3 separate regions of the Zea mays genome follow, and regions 1 and 2 are each linked to region 3. Evidence: chromatin contacts called from public Hi-C data. All regions are on one chromosome and are shown on one strand. Each heading gives the region's core, a stretch centred on a gene start, on an enhancer-like site or on the middle of the called end of the contact. The rest is flanking DNA. Distances are from core to core; before and after follow the strand shown.

Region 1 (2,700 bases), core at 193-2,692, 140 kb after region 3:
GTCCGGGCAGAAGCTCGGATGGTCCGACTATGTTTAGGGGCGCCGATCTGCCAAGCAGGGACGGCGGTGGTGGTACTTGCCCTGGATATGAGTTCATCGGCATACCATATAATGGTTGGGGCTGTAAATCCCCATTTGTTGCCGATGTATTAGACATGGATATCCTATTACTAGTCTCATATGATGGAAAACTAGGAGCAACAGACTTCTCCAATGTACGTGTTAATTTTCTAATTGACTCTTCTAACCCTCCAATCTGTTGTTTCATTTGATTCTGCTGATGATCTACATACTGTTTAATAGATTGGATGTCGTCAGATGTACTTACATTGGGGACTTGAAGCGAAGATAGAAGAGATGCGACGTCGGTCTCTCCATGTTTGACAACTTTCTGGTGGCGATCCACTGTGTATTGTGATAAGAATTTCTCCTTCGCTTGACGCATGTAGTCATCGTATTGTTGTTGCTCATCGGCCGTCAGACTTTCAACAGCCGGCTTCAGGATATTGTCCGGGGAGATATCAGTGTGATCTTTAGAACCGGCCATTTGAGGGCCTGATTTTTAGTAGATCTAAACACCTTTCCCCAGCGGAGTCGCCAAAAGTATGTTGACACCTTTTTCGGGCGCCAAACACTCAACAAGAACCGGCGGCGGTGCTCTCTGCACAGGAGCGGACGGTCCGCGACCAGGGACCGGACGGTCCGCGACCTGGAACAGAGGCTGACGTTCCCTGCCTAACGGCCGGACGGTCCGTGCCCTAGGGCCGGACGGTCCGCGCGTGCGCAGGGGGCGGCGAAAGGTCGCCGACGGCGCCTGGATCTCGCTCCCGGGAGCTAGGGATCCCGTCGGGGAGGAGAGATCCTAGGAGTTGTCTAGGCTCGGCAGGCCGACCTAGACTCTTCTAATCGACGTAGAGTCGAAGAGAAGCGGAGGATTTGAGGATTGAGAAGCTAACCTAGAACTAGACTAGAACTATTCCTAATGCGTATGGGAAAAACGAGAAATAGACTTGATTTGTTCGATTGTTGGGGGGTTTAATCGGCCGTAGCCCTTCATCTATATAAAGGGGAGGTCTGGATCCGCTTCAAACTGATTTCCGAGTTAATCCCGAGGTTTTAGGTAACAAATCCCGCGAGAAACTAGAAACTATAACTGACTCTGCGCACGCGCGGACCGTCCGCGCTACCACCGCGGACTGTCTGGACCCGCGAGACACTTTTGGTCTCCAACAAAGCTAGTATAGATTAAAGCCAAACGAATACACTACGCTGCCACTAAATTAAAGCTGTTTGAACTGATGCCGTTGTAATCTATAAAAATAAAATATTGTAAAAATCTAAGCAAGTGGATTAAAGCAGCAGATAACATGAGCGGTTAAAATGCTGGAACCAGTTAAATAGGGGAGGACCGGAGGAGGCTTCGGTTGCCATCTCACTCTCGCCATCACGTCGGCCTCTTCCACGGCCGCCGCCGTCGTCGCCGCCGCCGCCACCTCGCCGCCGACCACCATACCATCAGATATTTCAGAGCTCGCGCCCCTCACGCATGGTTCTTGGCTTCTTGCTTCTTGCTCGACGTGCGCCGTAACTAATCGACTATAAGCGTGGTGACACGTCTGACGAGATGATGCCGGTGGCGGCGGTGGATGACTGGTCGGAGCGCGGTTTCTCGCTGACCTGCGAGGAAGACTGCGCCGACCTCGGCAACGGCGTCGTAGACGACGACGAGTTCCTCCCGCTCTACAATGCCGGCGAAGAGGAGGAAGAGGAGTATTTGGAGCAGCTGGTGTTTAAGGAGACCAGCCTCTGCTCCTCCTCCGACTCAGCCGCGGACTGCGACGGCGACGGCGAAGGAGACGAAGAATACCCCTCGCTCGCCTCTGAGGAGTGGTTTCGGCAAGCTCGCCTCGCCGCCGTCAAGTGGATTCTTGAAGTGAGTCACGATTAGCTTAGCTCTAGCTCCTTGACGGCATCAGGTTGGCGTGGCAACTGATTGCATCATTCGCTATTGCAGACCCGCGGGTGCTTCGGCTTCGGCCACCGGACGGCGTACCTCGCCATCGCCTACTTCGATAGCTTCCTCCTCCGGCGACGCGTCGATGTATTCTATCCGCGCCGCCTTTTTTTATAAAAAAAGCCTCTGCTTTTGGGGGCGCGCGAATCACGCCAGGCATTGCAATGGTAACTGCAGAGGGAGGCGATGCCGTGGGCGGCGCAGCTGCTGTCCGTGGCGTGCGTGTCCGTGGCCGCCAAGATGGAGGAGTGCCAGGTGCCGGCGCTGTCGGAGTTCCACGCCGGCGGCTACGATTTCGACTCGGCGTCCATCCGGCGGATGGAGCTGCTGGTGCTGTCCACGCTCGGATGGCGCATGGGCGCCGTCACGCCCTTGGACTTCCTCCCCTGCTTCTCCTCCCGGGTCCACCCGCACGGCGGCGCCGGCGCCGGCGGCCACGTCGCCCACAAGGCCATCGGTTTCATCTTTGCCACGGCTGAAGGTTCATACACATCAAAATCGAATCTTTTTTTTATTAATCTCTCTCTCTTGTCTGACACCTAGTGATCTGTCTTGCGTGCATTGCTCTGACTGTCTGGTCTGCTCGGTGTTGGACTATTCGTGCAGCTGGTAGCGTGCTTGATCACAGGCCGTCCACTGTGGCTGCAGCTGCAATCTTGGCTGCAACCTATGGACCTCTACTGACC
Region 2 (2,700 bases), core at 129-2,628, 130 kb before region 3:
AAAAGGGTGTGACGACTGACGGCACTGACAAACCGTCTAACTGTGAGCAGGAGAGCGAACGAGATAGAAGCCAGCTGGCGGAAAACCTATCAAGCCTATGCTCCAGCATTCTGAAGGTGGTATACTTGAATACTGGTTCGGTAGATTCACAAGGCTAGGCACACTAACCCTGCTGCTGCTGTACAGGTCGCTGGAGTTTCGGACTCAGAATCTGACGCTACTCTTTTGAAAGCATCGGAGTGCTTGGATCAGCTCCAGTGCCGTATCGCTTCTTTGGAAGGCCAAGTTGAGGATCTAAATCTAAAGGTAACGATGTGGTAACTCTTTTTTTTTTGTCATTGAGTTATTTGAATTTCTCTTCGTATTTGGTGGGTAATGATGCGGTAGTTCGTTTCTGAATTGAACTGGTTAAATCTTTATATTGGTGTGGAGTCTTCTTTCTTTGCCTGGTTTATATATCCACTTTGAAGTCTGGAAGTCAATTTCATATAGTATCTCCCTGTTTTCATGCGACCGATTCCTTTACAATTGCGACGTATGCAGTGCAAACTAGTGCGTGAAAAGGCCCGCCTGTGCGAGCTCCGGAGCAACTCGTCGTCTCTGCGCACAGGGGCGAAGGGCAATCTGACATCGCCCAGTCCGGACACATCGCCAAGCATTTCGTCCTTCCGATGACACAAGCGGACGGATACATCGCCGAGAAGCTAGTGTACATTAGTACGTACATAACACATTCCGTGTAACTATTCTAGTGCAGCCGGGCTGCTTAGGGAGGATTAGTTCAGTCCAACAATCTCCCTTTGCTGATTTTATATATATCTGCTGTACAATATATATACCGTGTGTGTACTTGATGCAGTTCCATTCAACACTTGTCTTCTCTCTTCGTCTGTCGTTTTCTTTCTTCTAATGTACAGCAGGACTTAAAAATTGGAATACACATGCAATCAAAGCAGTGCCATGTTTATGCAGTTCTTTTAGGGGTGTTTGGTTTGAAGAATCAATCTGCTATAGATGGGGTGGTGTAATACCCAAAGATTTGAGAAATAAAGTAACCCTTTAGACAAAGTGTTTGAGCGATTTTGTTTATTTTTTAGCATCTCAACAAATACAAGGCCTGAATAAAGCAATTAATAAATAATTAAATAAAACAAATATGTATTCATGCTGATAATCTTGGCTGTTGCATTTATATGTGAACGGTTAAACTGGGATTTGAATTTGGAATTGGATATTTAAACTAGAACAAAAATAGGAAATAGAAACAAGGAAAGAAAAAAAAGAAAAAGAAAAAACTCTTACCTAGGCCGCAACCCCTATGGTGGCCCAATATACCTCACGCGACGCTAGCCCAACCTGGGAGAGTTGGCGCCGACTGGTGGGCCCGAGCGGCAGCCGCTCATGCCCTCCCGCGTAGCCGCACGGTGGCTGTATGGCGGGGTCCACCTAGACGAATCGTCGCAATAGAAATCTGTTGCGACCGTCTGTGATTCGCGTATGGATCAATTGTCGGATTCCACGCCTCCCCAATATAAAACCTCGAAGAGATTTTTTTGCCCCTGTTGACGCTTTTTCGGAGCGCCAATTACTCAAGAAGAACCGGCGGCGGTGCCCTCTGCACAGGGGCGGACGGTCCACGCGCAGGGGCCGGACGGTCCGCGGCCTGGTGCGAGGCAGCGGTGCTCTCTGGTCAGACGCGGACGGTCCGCGGTACAGGGCCGGACGGTCCGCGACCTGGTGCAGGAGCAAGAATTCCCTGCCTGACGGCCGGACGGTCCGCGCCCTAGGGCCGGACGGTCCGCGCGTGCGCAGGGGCGGCGGTAGATCGCCGACGGTGCCTGGATCTCGCTCCCGGGAGGGACCCCGTCGGGGAGGAGAGATCCTAGGAGTTGTCTAGGCTCGGGCAGACCGATCTAGACTCCTCTAATCGACGTAAAGTCGAGGAGAGACGGAGAATTTGGGGATTGGAAATACTAAACTAGGGCTAAACTAGAACTAGACTAGAACTACTCCTAATGCATAAGGTAAAAACGAGTAATAGACTTGATTTGTTCGATTGTTGGGGGTTCAATCGGCCGTAGCCCTTCATCTATATAAAGGGGGAGGTCTGGATCCGTTTCCAACTGTTTCCCGAGTCAATCCCGCGGTTTTAGGTAACAAATCCCGCGAGAAACTAGGAACCCTAACTGACTCTGCGCGCGCGCGGACCGTCCGCGCCACCACCGCGGACAGTCCGGACCACGGACCGTCCGGCCTCAGGGCCGGACCGTCCGCCAGGCTCATTTTAGCCTTCAACATATGCCCCCCTGCCTTTTGGTGCAGTTTGACGAACCAAAAGCATATGAACTAAACCTGATGTAAGTCATCGGCTTTTCAAAATAGAGATCATTCAATAAAGCACCAATGTATAAAGGCCGTTTTGGATTGTATCTTTCTCGGCCATGACCATTTGATCAATGGATCAAAATGAATAGAATGGAGGTGCCCCCCAGCCTGGATAGACAAAGGGACTATACATGTACCATGGATTCATCGTCATGCCATTCCATGTTTGAACAGGATAATATACCGACGATGAGTAAATAGGTGGAAAGTACCCTGGTCTCATAGAATGAATAGGCGATGCTTGTTGTGTCGCCTTTCGGTTCGTTTTGTTTGACCGTTTTGTTTTAGCAGGTGACCGGGGTTTATTTGTTGACC
Region 3 (2,700 bases), core at 161-2,660:
TATCCGCGTGCAGGTCTTATGCTTGAGTCCCTTCGGTCAACCTTGTACGCGTACTTAATAGAGGACAAAAGGTTATGTCCTAATTCCTCTTGTGCAGAATTGGATGGCATGCGTGTTGGATCAGTTAATTTTCTCCATGCCAAATTGTAAGTAATGTTGTGGTTCATGGTGGAGAGCAAGTCGACAGAAACGCCCATCAGGTGTTCTTTGAGTGAGGACTTTAACCAGTCGTCAGACACAAACGATATTCTAGCCATCAGGGGAGTTGGTATTGCTCCGATCCTAGGCATTTGGACTCCGACACTTAGTTCTGTTGTCTTATCTAATTCAAGAGCGCCTGATGCATCCCAGGTCTCAGAGTATCCAAATAGGTTCTTCAACTTTACTGAACCTTCAAGTGAGCATGATCTACTCTGCAAAAGGTTCACATGAAGAAAATTGGTGAGACTTGAGAAAGTGAATTTAGGAACAAGCTGAAGTCATGCATATGATATAGTGCCACTAATCACCATTTATCGTAATAAACCTGAGCAGGGATAAACCATATGCACAAATCCAAAGTTAAACACCTTTAAGTGATGGAGATACCCTTGAGTGATTTTCATCCAAGCTATACAGCAGAGTGTGTATGGTTTTGGAACAGGAAAATATGACAGGACATGGAAAAAAGTCTTGCAATGATACTGCAATGCTGAACCAGAAAAGGCAGGAAATTAATCGATTTTACTCCAGAACCAGAGCAGTAGCAATCAGGAACCAAAAAACCACAAATCCGTTCCATAGTGCACCTGAAAATAGCACAATTAACTCGCAATTATAATGTAAGAACTACATATTCTATCATTTCCCCTAAACAAACCACATTATGCAAATAGATACAACTCAATGCTTCATGCAAACATACAACAAAGACTTATCAATATCTCTACAAAGAAATAGATTAGTGTACGATTGTCGATATATTGTTTGTTTTCATGTAATTGTTGTGCACTCGCGTTTTATTACTAATTTGTGAGTCGTCGCAACGTACAGACACCTAACTATCATATATATAGGTCTGCATGATATTGATGGTTGCAATGTAGTGATGAAACATGTAGATTAAAATAACAAAGTTTATATGTATAGCCAAGATCACCAATGGATTAAAAAATATTTTCTCATAAAAATATAACACATTTATATATAAGTTATCATGATAGTTATATGTTTCCGAGGCACTAACCTAGTAATAATTGACGAAAACAACACGTGTCTATCATCTTGGGCTTAGTTCGGCCTTATTTGGGCAGCCCAGCTCCAGATGGGCCCAAAACGAAGGCCGACAACCGTTCCGCACACGCACCGACGCACGTGAGGCGAGAAGCCGAGAATCAAGGAATCCCAAATTCCCAATTCCCAAACCCCTAGTAGACCCACGTCTCCGGTCCCCCTCTCCTCGCGCCCGCCATGGCAGCCTGCGGCGGCGCCGGCTGCGGGCCGCAGTGCTCCTCGTCCTCCTCCGCGGGCGGCCAGGAGGATGCTCTGGTGGAGAGCATGGGACGCCTTTCGACCGCCTCCGCCGCCGCCGCGTGCGGCAAGTGCGACGGCGGCGGCGCGGCCGTCGCGGTGGCCGGCGGCGTCGGCATGTGCGCCGGCTGCTTCCGGGCTCACCTCTTCGGCAAGTTCAAGCTCTCCGTCACGAGCAACGCCATGGTGCGCCCCACAGACGCCGTCCTCCTCGCCTTCTCCGGCGGTCCCGCCTCCAGGTTCCCCCACTTCTCCCTGTTCCTTCCCCCAGTTCTCTCTACCGGGTAATTTGCGAAAAACCGTGCACGGTGACGAGAGATCAATACACAGCACCTCGCAAAAAAGAAAATGATCATCAATGCACATGCCCATCATATATATACTAGTAACTGCTGCGCGCACCTGCGCGCTGCCGCCATGGTGCTAAATTCACATTTTATCATTTGTATTAGGATATGTATAAGTATAAAAGTTTAATTTTTGAATAAATTTTAGTCTCTATATTCAGAGTTCATGTTCGTCTTGGAGTCTGGACAACATACAGTGGCTTGATTATAGAATAGTGTTTTACCAGAGGAAATATCAAATTGGAAAATGTATTATATAGTTGGTGGTTTATAGAAAGAGATCCGAACAAAATTGTGTACATTGAGGCACCGTTTGGTTTGGGGTGACTAAAGTTTAGTGACCGAAGTTTAGTTACTTTTAGTCCCTAAAGAAGTAAACATGGTGACTAAAATGGGGTGACTTACTTCTTTAGTCGCCAAGGGGGTGACTAAAAGGGACTAAAGTAGGATTTTTATCTTATTTGCCCTCTCCACTAACTTCCTGCAGCAAACATTCACTAATTAATAGGGGTAATACAGTCATTATTCACAACAATTAATGCTCTTTAGTCCGGTTTAGTCACCGGAACCAAACGGGTTGCTTTAGCGACTAAACTTTAGTCTAGTGACTAAAGGAACCAAACAGGGCCTGAAAAAAACACAAAGAACCAAACTGCATTAGCAATGCTGTGGAACCAACAATTTTACTACTATCCTTTCGAGTAGAGATTAAACTTGGCTTACTTGCCCTTGCGAATTGCTTGGTATGCACATTGATTTTGAAAACATTCAAGATCTAAGCCACCACGAATATCAATGACATAGTAAGTTTAAGGCTGTGACAAAAGAACATTTGAAAAATTAA

Evidence for each region. Hi-C and Micro-C count contacts between places; a contact is called where the count stands out from the background.
Region 1: a Hi-C map of leaf shows a contact between it and region 3, with 5 times the contacts expected there. The contact joins the promoter of LOC100501413 here to the promoter of LOC100279201 in region 3. A contact is called at or near these places in 4 of 25 Hi-C or Micro-C datasets (endosperm, leaf and tassel) and 1 of 3 datasets of contacts at active chromatin or transcription factors (leaf).
Region 2: a Hi-C map of leaf shows a contact between it and region 3, with 4 times the contacts expected there. The contact joins the enhancer-like site here to the promoter of LOC100279201 in region 3. A contact is called at or near these places in 2 of 25 Hi-C or Micro-C datasets (leaf and tassel).

Annotation. Positions count from the first base shown.
Region 1 is chr3:114,824,173-114,826,872 of Zm-B73-REFERENCE-NAM-5.0, reverse strand. It overlaps LOC100501413 (Cyclin-D5-1), which reads left to right and starts at 1,442. Exons shown (of 5, transcript NM_001196135.1): 1 at 1,442-1,933; 2 at 2,015-2,101; 3 at 2,192-2,495; 4 at 2,621-2,700. The coding sequence starts at 1,625.
Region 2 is chr3:115,095,644-115,098,343 of Zm-B73-REFERENCE-NAM-5.0, reverse strand. It overlaps LOC103652124 (kinesin-like protein KIN-12F), which reads left to right. Exons shown (of 37, transcript XM_008677771.3): 35 at 51-116; 36 at 187-306; 37 at 544-975. The coding sequence ends at 675. Among protein-coding and RNA genes, the nearest start is that of LOC103652124, 14 kb to the left of the region's middle. Within about 2 kb of position 1,378, at least 18 of the 20 cell types and tissues checked have an H3K27ac peak or open chromatin away from gene starts, as enhancers often do. A contact at or near this core is called in leaf and tassel, where this site is marked.
Region 3 is chr3:114,961,585-114,964,284 of Zm-B73-REFERENCE-NAM-5.0, reverse strand. LOC100279201 (Cytoplasmic tRNA 2-thiolation protein 2) reads left to right here and starts at 1,410. Exons shown (of 7, transcript NM_001152225.1): 1 at 1,410-1,748. The coding sequence starts at 1,450. It overlaps LOC103650438, which reads right to left and starts at 372. Exons shown (of 3, transcript XM_020550868.3): 1 at 1-372. The coding sequence starts at 290.